Linked DNA regions of Drosophila melanogaster: all the other regions are linked to region 1. A link is a contact called in public Hi-C data. All regions are on one chromosome and are shown on one strand. The core of a region is the stretch at or near the end of the contact, and the rest is flanking DNA. Distances in the headings are between cores, read along the strand shown.

Region 1 (3,741 bases), core at 859-3,358:
AAAACTCCTTCAAGGACCTTCTCCAGTGCCACTCAAACTGTAATTAAAGCCAACGCTGCTGCTCATCGACTCTTGAAGCCGTTTGCAATCCGTTCGTTCGCTCAACAATGGGAGTTTAATGTGCGGGCCTTGGGGCATTTTCATCGCATAATCATTTTTTTTTTTTGTGCCCGAACAGGGATCATAAATATGTCGCTGGCACTTGAGGCAGCCTCTCGCATTTATGTCGCTGCACACGGGGAGGAAAACACCAACCCCCTGCCACCCCTTTCCACTGCATTTTCGTTGCAGGTTCTTGAGTGTACGTGTACGTTGCCTGCACTCTCAATTATGTCTTAATTCGTATCTAATGGATATTTTCTGTGTGAATTTTCATGATTAATCGCCGCCCGAGGATGCAGGGGGGCAGCAGCAATCACACTGAAACAAAAATTGCACTTGCGACCATGTGAGAGTGCACTCTGTGCTACTACTTATACTAACAAAAGAATTGATTTTATTTGGACTACAGAATTTTTCTTTCATTATAATAAATTTTGAATTTTAAATTTTTAGACGTGGCCAATACTAATTTGCAGAATATATCGGATATTTTTCTCAGTGTACGTAAAAGGGTGGTTTGCCGACTGCAGTTGTTCACACATGTGTTCACAAAAAGAGTGCAAAGATTGTGGGTGGTGGGGGGCGTACAATGAAACTGCGAGCGATAACTCAACTCCACCGAAGGTTCCCAACTTTCTTTCCCCCTCGATTTTCTTTTTTTTTGAAAATTTGCAAGGCGTTGGCATGGGGTGGGATGAAATTTGCAATTGCTGGGGTGTGGCAGTTCGGCATTAACGGCATATGCATCGTATGTAGGTTTTTACGTTTGTGTGCGTAGACGGCGACGTGTTGCAACTTCCGGTGACGTCGACGTAGTCGCAAAAAGTGATTACGCGGCATTTGTGGTAGCAGCAAACCGGCGACGGTTTTTGCAAACATTTCCAAGAATGCAACCGCATTTGCCGACACCCCCCTCCCCCCTTTCACCGTACAAACACCACCCACTTTTTCGTTGGTAAACAAAAAGCATCTGAAATGCAATTCGCACTTCGGCAGCACATTGGCGCCATCTAGCCGCGCTTAGGCGAACTATGAAAGAGAGCCAGATAACGCGTGTGGTTTTCCGAGAGAGAAAATTGGTGGAAACCCAATCGAGTTGGGAATTTTATCTAAGAGCGAGAGAGTGGTGCCGGTTCTCCGTTCAATTTTCCTCTCTGTTTATCTTTGACTGCTCCATTTGCATTCATTTTAGGCGTTATTGGTGTCTCTGCTGCAACCGCTCCCAAAAAATCAGATTTACATGTCGTTGTTGTTGGTTCTTTTTTATTTATTTATTTTACTTAGCATCGCATCTGATAAGAAAGTTACATATGTGTGCTGGGCGAGCAATGAACTTATTGGAGCCTCTATGGGCAGGGCTAATTGGGACCGGTCAATGTGAGCGGTGAAGGCTAATTAGCTGTGGGCGGCGGAAGTACGACATCTTATTGGATAGAAAATGGGGGGAGATAGGACTAATGGAAAATCAAAGATTTTCTTTTGTTTACGGCTTGATAAGAAATTGTATTAGGCTCTGCAATGAATTTATAGCCAAAACTTTCGTGGGTACTTGATAAAGGGTATGAAAATTTCTTTTATTTCTTTATTGAAAACCTGTATATATCGAACAAAATATGATTGAATGTTAATTCAATCTGGATAACAATACTTATACAATATAACTTTAGATCCTTTCAAAACTCAGTCCTTTGAGATGATATTTTAGTTAGCGTGGTTTCAAACCATCCAGTCTCACTTTATCTGACTCAATGAGAATCCAACTTGAGTCTTGCCGGCTCAGATAAGCCCCGTTATCTGAGCGAGAGAGCATCCCATATGATTTTTGCACAAAAAGCCGAAGTATGCGTTCGTGCTGTTGCACACAATCACACTCTCTTCGTATGTGTATGTGTTTGCCTCGTGGTCTTGCTCTCCCGCTCTCGTGTTCTGTTAGCTCACTTCGGCACTTAACAGCGGCTGAGAATCGAGGTTTTGAAGTTCGTGGCGTACACAGATACAATACAGCGTTAGTTCGAAAAAAATCGTGAACGTGTTTGGACACATTGTGGAGCGCACCGTTATTTCCTTATAGCAGACAGCTCAGCAGATTCGCGCGTGCAAATTCTCACCCTTCTCTTCAACCTCCTCTCCCACCCACCACCACCATCGGTCGGTCGCTGTTGTAGCTGTTGTTGTTGTGCGGGCAACTTGCTTTTTGTGGGCGGGGCACGCGGGTCATCGCAAATAGCAAAATCGTCAATCGTCAATCGTCATCGGCGAAACGTGTGTGCAGAATTAATGAAATGCCCGCGCCGCTTCTTCATCAATGAAAACAAAAAGCGAGGAGACTATCCGCCAAATAGTATCTCAAAGATTTGTAGCTGTGCTTTCGGTTAACGTTGTGTTTGGGCTAACATTTTTGTTTTGACAACAGTGCGTGCTAACAAACTAGCCACGAATTGCCAAAATTATCGCGGTAAGTCCTTCGTTTGGTGCCTAATTATTATTCTGTGCTGTGATGTTACTAAGTTTAGTACTGATATTAATTAGTTTAGTTAATACCTTATATTTACTTTTTTGTTTTTGGTGCGCAGCATTTTAAATATATTTTAATATAGTTAGAAGAAAATACTGATATTCAGTATGAAAAAGAAGAAAAATGGTTTTTAGTGATGGAGAGAATATTGCTATACAACTAGACTGAAATAGGGCTAATTTAGTAATATTTTGATTGATAACCATTGAATTTTAATCAATAATCTAAGCAAATTTACGTTACCTCACATATGAATAACTTTAGAGCATACGCTACATAGCTAAAAAATAGCTAGTTTAAGGCGTAAATTGGTTGTTTTACTATAATTTGTTTAAAATAGTGTGTAAACAGGATAAAATGCATAACTAAAGATTGACCTTATCAGATATTACCGTTACACTTAATGAAGAAGCTCTTTAAGGCCAGAAAAACGCCTTGACAGCAGCATGACATTCTCTTTTCTTTTATTGCTGCTGTTGTTTCAATGTTCGATCGATAAGTTTTATGAGTTTTCGTTGTGAAATTTTGAAATCATTAATTATGTCTCGGGCCGCAGACTCGCTCGGAGTTTCCGTCCAGGGCCAGCCGTCTCAATTTTGGGGTTTCTGTCTGGGGAACAGGTTTCGTTAGAGCGAAAAACTTAAAGAACTTTTCGAGGTTTGTGCGATTCCGGGAACTTGTTAGGTGCTGCCTGGACTCGTGTTTGCTTGCCCCTCTTTATGGAGATGTGGATCTTTATGAATGAACGAGGTGGGGCTCAGTTTGGAGGCTCGGGCAGCTGGCCGACTGGGCGGCTGAGCGGTCCGAATGTCTCGTGTTGTGGGCCTTTCTCGTTGACACTTTTGAGGAATGTCAACTTGGCCCCACTGGCCTGGCCAACTGGGAATGGGTTAGACGTGAGCTGGCGTAAGTCTAAGATGCTGGGATGTACTAAAGTTCGAGGAATTCGAAAGGTGTATACAGTTTGGACCGAACTCAAGAAGACTTCAAGGAAATGGCTGTAGAAGAACAAAAATATTTAGCGGCATTAAACCAAATAAGCTTTGTAACCTTATGGGTTTCAGAGTTACTGTGTATTTATAAACAATATTCCGACATTATAAACTATTTCAATGATGATCATC
Region 2 (3,741 bases), core at 612-3,111, 180 kb before region 1:
AGCAGTTGGAGAAGCAGCTGAAACTGATTGGCACATCCAAGGAGCAGCCAAATCTGCGGGAGAAGGTGCACACCATCAACACCAAGTGCAATGCCCGGGTGCAGACCACCAGTCAGGACTTGCAGAGGCTACAGGCCGTTGTGCGGCACGGAGATCGCCAGCAGAAGCTGCAGCTGGAGAAGCTCACCCGGGAGTTCCATGGCGTGGTGGAGAAGTACTCCAATCTGCAGCGACGCATCTCATCGGCCATGCGGCAGACCCTGCAGCAGGCGCAGCAATTTGCCGATCAGGTGGTGGAGACCAACGCCCGTGCTGAGCTGCTGCAGCAACAGCGCTTGGAGCAGGCCCATCTCCAGCAGGAGCACGACATGCTCGACGATCGGCGGCGGCAGGTCGAGCAAATAGAGTCGGACATCATCGATGTCAACCAGATCATGACCCAGCTGAGTGGACTGGTGCACGATCAGGGGCAGCAGATGGGTGAGTAATCTCCATCCAAGTGGGGCTCAACGACCGCAAATCGAGAAACCACAAGCCGTAATTAGGGCTCTCACTTTACGACCCAAATGCACGCAGTTCCACATATTTAATAGCGTCCAAATGGAGAAATCCATTGGTAAAACAAAATATTCAGAGCTTATCAGTTGCTTAAAGGTTGCATAGCAAATCTCTCAAATGAGTTGATAAGTAAACATGTGCAAGAAATTATGAATCATTGACTTTGCTTCAATAACAATGCACATTTCGAAATTGATTGGAATTATCAACAACGACTTAGACGTTTTAATTTTCCATATCTTTTATGAAAACCCGTGTCATTTGGCAAGTAATGTGTGCATACGCTTATCATATCGTTTAATTTAACTTCCTGTTTATTTGAACAGTAATCAATTATTTCGGGTCTTACAAAAATAAGAAGAAACTGATAAGAGCAAGCAAATATTATAAAATATTTACTGACTGCTATTACAGGTTTAAATATCCAAAATTTTTCACTCCTTATTAGTAATAGTTTTGAAAATTTCTAGGTGCTTGCTTGATGGAAGGTTTTTGTACTTGTTTTTGATTACACTTTCTAAGCAAATCTCAATTTCTTTCCAGATTTCATCGAGAACAGTATTGAGCAGACGGCCGCCAACGTTGAGGATGGCACCTCGGAACTGGCCAAGGCGGCCAGGAGTCGCCAGAGCTACCGGCGCAAGATCTTGATACTCCTGGTGATCGCTGTGATAATAGGTTTAATCGTAACTGGCGTTATCGTTGCCAAACTGAACAGTTAATTGTTTTATTTTTACGCCCATATTCAACAAACACACGCAAACATACACAACCCACACACACACACACGCATAGATTTTTGTAAAACGATTTTTATAAGAAACAAAATATTCGATCGTTGAGAACTCTGTTTAATCACCAAGTGAGCAAAGACAACAAGAATGTAGAGGAAAAGCTAAAGCAAAAAATAAAAACAAATACCATATTTATAATTATACATATATATCTACATATATATACATAAGTAAATAAGGATACTGAATCCCACTTAACTTGCATATAAACAATATTCAGCGCTTTTAAATGTTAATTATTTCTTGTTAAAAACGATTATCGCGAGCAATCTGAGTTTTGCATTGAAATTTGTAAAATTTTTGTGTTTAGTTTCGAGAAAGCGGAAGGCGGATTGCTGAAGCCGTCTGCGGCTTTAGTATTCCCTTTTGATATATGTTACAAGTTATATATAAGTGAGCCAGCAATCGAAAATAAAATAAACCGAACAAACCAATTTGAGTGATTTGAAAAGCGCGCCAAGTGGCTCAAAGAGGATGCAATAGGTTGGCAGTCCGCTTAAATTGATAGGACGTAATCGATAGACTTATCGGTGTGGGGCAAAACCAAAACAACGTGCTGCACAGCAAAACATTTATATTTCGTTTTCTTGATAAAAATTTGTCATTTGTAAAGATGCCACAGGGAAAATTCAAGAAGGCCAAGCTACCAGCAGCGATACAGAAAAAGAAGAACCAAAAGCAAGCTGCTTTCACCCGTCGATCAAGTGATTACCCACATGCTTAACAATCTTCTCCAAATTCTATGTTTTTGTTTTATTAATTTACAGATGCGCCAATTCAGGCGAAAAAGGCCAAGTTCAATGAGACGCAGAAGATCAAGTCCGTTATTTCGAAGTCGGTCAACAAGAGCGTGGAGAGCGAACTGCGCTCCCGCGCCCACGAGGGCTACATCCAGTTGAGCAAGGCCCAGGAGGCGGTGGCCAAGCACCACGCCTCCCAGGCGAAGGCGGCTGCGGCGGCCAGTACCGCCAAGTCCGCGGAATAGCTTACTCTAGGCATAAGTACTCTGTTGATAACCAAATGACCTGCATATTGTATAGTAAAACATTTCTAAAACTATTTCCTTTGTTATAGCATCGATTGGAACCCAAAGGAAACGAATTCTCCTCTTAAGATTGCCAAAAGGATTAACAAATCCGCCTAATATCAGAGCATATGAGCTTTAAAGCGTTGTTAGTATCTGCAATCTCTCAACAGTCTACTAAATTAAGAAAGTTACTTAAATTTTGTAGTTCTCGCTGAGTTTTAGGATTGCATTTCTATTGATGGTCAGGTGAACCTAATATTTGATACTAAATTCATTCATTAGAAGCTATACTAAATGAACAAATTCATTTTCAATGTTAGTATGAACTATTTTATGTTATAAAAAGTTAAATGTTGCCAAATGCAGAGTACATTGTCTTACAATCTTGAATATTTTATTCAGTATGTTTCACAATGAATGCAAATTACTAAGAACGATAACATTTTCTTTTAAATGCCGTGCAAATTATACGAATTTTTGAAGTTTTCATTAAGTTTTCTTGTCGTGAGCTTTGACTTTTTCCCAACGCTGTCTCAAGGACTTGTTGACCAAGTAGTACAATGCTTACTTTGACGTTTGGCCAATTTATGAGCGGACCTTTGGTGGCCGCTGCTGGAAGAACTTTTGCATTCAGCTTCCTACTTATCACAATCAGTTTGTTTAATTATAAAAATAGTTGGCCAACAAAGTTGGTTCCGCTGACATTTATTGGACGATTCGCTGTGGCTCCGTTCGCCCAGAATTCGGGGGAATTCCAAAATTCCGTAATTCCGCTCCTTTAACGACAGCTATTCATGACAAACTTTTTAGTCATTGGCAGGCAGCTTTGACGAAGTGAAAAGGAAAAAGTGCCACTAACAATTTCTATTTAATTTTCGCAACGTTTCGTTTCGTTTGCTATGCAAATTCTGTCCGCTTTTGATGCGCTTTTAATTAGCCAGCATCCCGCACTCACATGCAGCCGGAAAAATTCACAGCCGATTGCGTGTTTTTGTTTTGTTTCCCCTTGTTGCAGCCCACCCCCTTTTATCACTCACCCCCTTTTATCAAGCACTTTGATTCCGCGCCATTTCAATCGCATGCAAATTAGCCACTCCCAACCGGCCCACCGCCCACTAAACTGAGGAACAGGTGACAGGATCCCCAGGTGCTCGTTAGTCGTTTTTTTTTTGGGCGTTTTGCGTTTTTAGTTTAGCACCAGATTGAAAGTGCTCCCAGCATGCAAATGCATTTCTGCACTCAACCAGCAATTTGGCGGTATGCCCCTTTTCGGATATGCTGTTTTAGCGCCGGAAAGAATCCGTTGATATCAGGCATTCGGAACTTTTTGACACCTATTCAAGCACACTCGCCACTTTTTCA
Region 3 (3,741 bases), core at 794-3,293, 160 kb after region 1:
TGAACTTCAAAAACTAAGAAGAGCCAATAAAGTGCAAAAATATTAGATATACATTATTAACGAAAACAAAACCACGGGTTTTCAATTGGATTCATGTTTTAATGTACTAACAACAATGGATTCGAAGACTTTATGAGTAGTAGCTATATTTCGAACAAAAGATATTTTTAAAACCCTCAGTTGAAGAACTTAATTCTATTCTATTACCTCAAATTCAAAAATTTCGAATTGTGTTATAGAAATTTCATGAATATTTTAATCACCACAACAGCAATTGCTTGTGCAATAAGCAAAACATTCGATTTGGAGCGAGGTCTGCTAAAATTATTCCAGCGGGAACCAATCATTGATCTCCAAATTGTTGAAAACAACTTGAGATGACGCCATAAGAATATACATAACCAAATCAGAAAATGTATTCCGTCACGTACGAGAATTTCGAGACAATGACAATAGATCCACATGTACGGTTCGTGTTTAGTAGAGTTAATACACAAAATGGAGGTGAACAGTCACAGTAACAACAACGTCATAATCCGTAAAGGAACATGGTTAGCTACCTTAGAGTAAATATAATCTAACTGCCTTGGCTATTCGGTGCCCAATCGTTGTTTTCATCGAGTCTCATAGGTTGGTTAGTTCGCTAGGCGATATGTAAGCTTCATAAAAATATATCTATGGAGGGTATTTCACCGGCGTTATGAAATTATAAATGGTTAACAATTGTACATATATACCTGTCTAAAAGGCTTTATGAGGATGGGTTTATGTTTAACACGGAATTCAATCTTGTGAGGCAGCCTTTGACATTTTTAGCTATTGAATGCAGCTAATCCTAATCCAAAACAGCATTAGCGCACGGGCCAGAATCTCTGGGCCAGGAGAGGAATGGTGACGCCGGTGACGATGCTGGAAATCAGGTTGACACTATGGTTGTCCAGGATGCGCAGTCCGCTTACGTGGCGCACTCCCTTTCCAGGTGTATCCACAATCTTGCCTTCCTCATTGATGCCCGAGAACTGCAGCAGACCACCTAGGACAGAGTCCAAAAGGGACCCAAAAAGTCCAGCGATGCCACCGAAGGCGATGATTGGCCATTGTGGTGGGCTAATCAGAAGCATTTTGGCCTCAACCGTGTAACGAACGGTGACGAAATAGCCAAAGCCGACGAGCAGACCGCCGAGCAGACTCACCGCGACGCCGAGCAACGAAACCCCACCATTGGTACCGCGCGGCACTCTGCGCCAGGTGATGATAGAAACTGGATCGCGTTGCGACAGCACGGATCCTAGTTCACTGGACCAGGTGTCGCCATTGCAACAGGCAAACGCACTCATAACGGCCACACCCAGCCAGCTGGATCGGTATTCTCGTGCGAAGTCCACCGCCCGCTCGCCACTACCGCAGTCCAGCAGATAAAGCAATGCAAGCTGGGCGGCCATGCCTCCGTTGCAGAGTACCTGTATCCAGTTTCGTTGGCCTTCGCCCTCGCGAAAATCGCTCTCGAAACGGCGTTTCATGTGCGCGCGGAACTTGGTGGCCCGCGATGAGCTGAAGAAGAACACCACCAAGCTGGCGAAGAACGGATGGCTGGCGATGGAGAGAATGAAGGCCACCAGAATGCCCAGCGCAGCTCCAGATCGGTTGACGCTCCTCCGGCGCAGAGCCACAGTCATCAGGGCCAAGGGCGCCAGTGTGGAGAAGAGCCAGCGCACCGGCGGAATCACCCGGGACTCTGTCGGATAACCTTTTGGCATTAGTTGACCCCAGGTAACGTTCGCACTGGAATCCATATAGCTCACCCTCAAAGTCACTGCTCCAGAACTTGGACAGCGCCACATTGCCCAGCCACATGAACAGCGAGATCGGCACGGACAGTCCGCAGAAGAGCACTGGCATCCAGTCACGCATCTTGACGTTTTATGGGCGCTGTTTATCGCCACTTTCTCCGGCGGGTTTTGTTTATTTATATGAGCCAGTGATGCCGTTGACTAGTGTTTGAAAATACCAAATGTTAATGTGTCAAATGTATGGCAACCTGGCTTTTAGTTCAACGAAGACTCAACCCATTCCGTTTTTAAATGAAGATTCAATTTTAAATAAATTATTTTGAAAAATAATTTTGTTTCTATGTAAAAATTGTTTATTACTTTTATTCTTATATATATTATAAATTCGAGTGTGCTCTCAGTATTTAAAATCTTGTTTAGGCATTTAAATGAATTCAAAATATCCAAATAAAGTTAATTTGAACACGATTGTTATTAAATAAACATATTTAGAGAGTAAGATCTTTACCATTTTCTTTTTAGGGGTATGAGCCATCGGAACCCCTTTGAATATTTTATAAAAATAAATATATTTAAACGAAAAAGGGTATTTACAGCAATCATTTTAATTTTAAATTGCAAAATAAAATTCATAGTGATGGATCTAAAATTGTTCAATTGCTTTTTATAAAATGCGTCATACAGTGGAGCAGATATATTTAATAATTTCACAATTTAATTATCAAGGATCGCTATTAATTATGATTGGTACATTAATTTTAACTACGTTTAATTGTATTTTAGGGAGCTTAGAAGGCTATAAAGAGTATATGCCCTCCAATCGTCGCACACGCTCATCGATCGAGTCCAATAGTTTGCTGATCTCGTCCAGCCGCGCGGAACAGGAGCACAAGTCCGACCCAGATTCGATGGACACATCCAGTACCTGCGGAATGTTCGGCTGGTTATGTGCGGCAAAGGCTACTGAACGTGTTGGTTAAAAGAAGCGCGGACTGGAGCTATGCTGTTTGAAGTCCATGCCGTGACCGAGCACCTTCTCCGGCTGCGTCGAATGTTTACTGTCGAGCACCTGAAAGTTTTCTTCCGAGAGCTGATAGGCCAGCGATTGGCGCGGATCAATGCGGATACTAAGGTCATTGGACTTGGATGTCGAACTGCCTTCGCTCTGTTTGGAGGAAACGCCACTGCTTTCGCAACTGGAGGAAGCCAGCGCAGACTTGGCTTCAAACTGCGAAGCATCATAGGTGTGTAGGTTCGACTGCCAGACCAGGAGCTGCAAGCGAAACAGAAATCAAGGAGTAAAATTATCTTCATACCTTTATTAAGAAACAGAAACTCACCTGGCGATCACTGCCACCGGTAGCAAATTTGTCGCCATCGCGACTGAATGCCACCGCATTCACCGCATCAGTGTGGCCCGTCAAAGTGTAGATGGGTCTTCCCTCCAGCAGGTCTAGGATGCGGATGGTGCGGTCGTCACTTCCGGAGAGCAGGAAGTGTCCGCTGGGATGAAAGGCCACATCGTTGACCGGCGCCGAGTGCACCACGTAAAGCTGCAACAGCTGGCTGCCGGAAACGTCAAAGATTTTGATGCGGTTACAGCCGAGGGCGACGGCCAACATATTGCCCCACGGATGCCAGGCCAGTTGCCGTGGAGCGGCTCGTTCCTCGGTGAAGGTGCGCACGCACTCGCCGCTGTCCACATCGTAGATCCTCACCGACTTGTCATCGCTGGCGGTGGCCACCAGTTTGCCATTGGGACTGAACTTGGCGCTGCGCACCCAGTTGTTTTGCTGTGCAAACGAAGACACAAACTGCCGCCTGGCAACGCGCCATATCTTCGCCGACTTGTCATCGGAGGCGGTGAGCATCAAGTGACCGGTGGAGTCGAAGTCTACGCTGCGCACCGCCTTGCTGTGGGCCACAAACTCCCCGGAAACGCCACGCAACT

What was found. A called contact is a pair of places that touch in the nucleus more often than the background predicts.
Region 2: a Hi-C map of the Kc167 cell line shows a contact between it and region 1, with 4 times the contacts expected there. A contact is called at or near these places in 17 of 107 Hi-C or Micro-C datasets (the Kc167 cell line, the PNm cell line, the S2 cell line and 6 more) and 1 of 7 datasets of targeted methods (the Kc167 cell line).
Region 3: a contact with region 1 is called in a Hi-C map of the Kc167 cell line, with 2.2 times the contacts expected there. A contact is called at or near these places in 11 of 107 Hi-C or Micro-C datasets (the Clone 8 cell line, the D17-c3 cell line, the Kc167 cell line and 5 more) and 2 of 7 datasets of targeted methods (both in the Kc167 cell line).

What each region holds. Positions count from the first base shown.
Region 1 is chr3L:13,226,584-13,230,324 of dm6, forward strand. It overlaps caps (capricious), which reads left to right and starts at 2,109. Exons shown (of 4, transcript NM_168540.3): 1 at 2,109-2,557.
Region 2 is chr3L:13,045,116-13,048,856 of dm6, forward strand. It overlaps CG11279, which reads left to right and starts at 1,862. Exons shown (of 2, transcript NM_001300127.1): 1 at 1,862-2,056; 2 at 2,120-3,741. The coding sequence starts at 1,966. The coding sequence ends at 2,337. It overlaps Syx13 (Syntaxin 13), which reads left to right. Exons shown (of 3, transcript NM_079330.3): 2 at 1-480; 3 at 1,102-1,779. The coding sequence ends at 1,280.
Region 3 is chr3L:13,385,864-13,389,604 of dm6, forward strand. CG10171 reads right to left here and starts at 2,044. Exons shown (of 3, transcript NM_168542.3): 1 at 1,803-2,044; 2 at 738-1,747; 3 at 83-675. The coding sequence starts at 1,911. The coding sequence ends at 852. Poc1 (Proteome of centrioles 1) reads right to left here. Exons shown (of 2, transcript NM_140383.2): 1 at 3,131-3,741; 2 at 2,436-3,063. The coding sequence ends at 2,767. It overlaps CG14110, which reads left to right. Exons shown (of 2, transcript NM_140381.3): 2 at 1-62. The coding sequence ends at 46.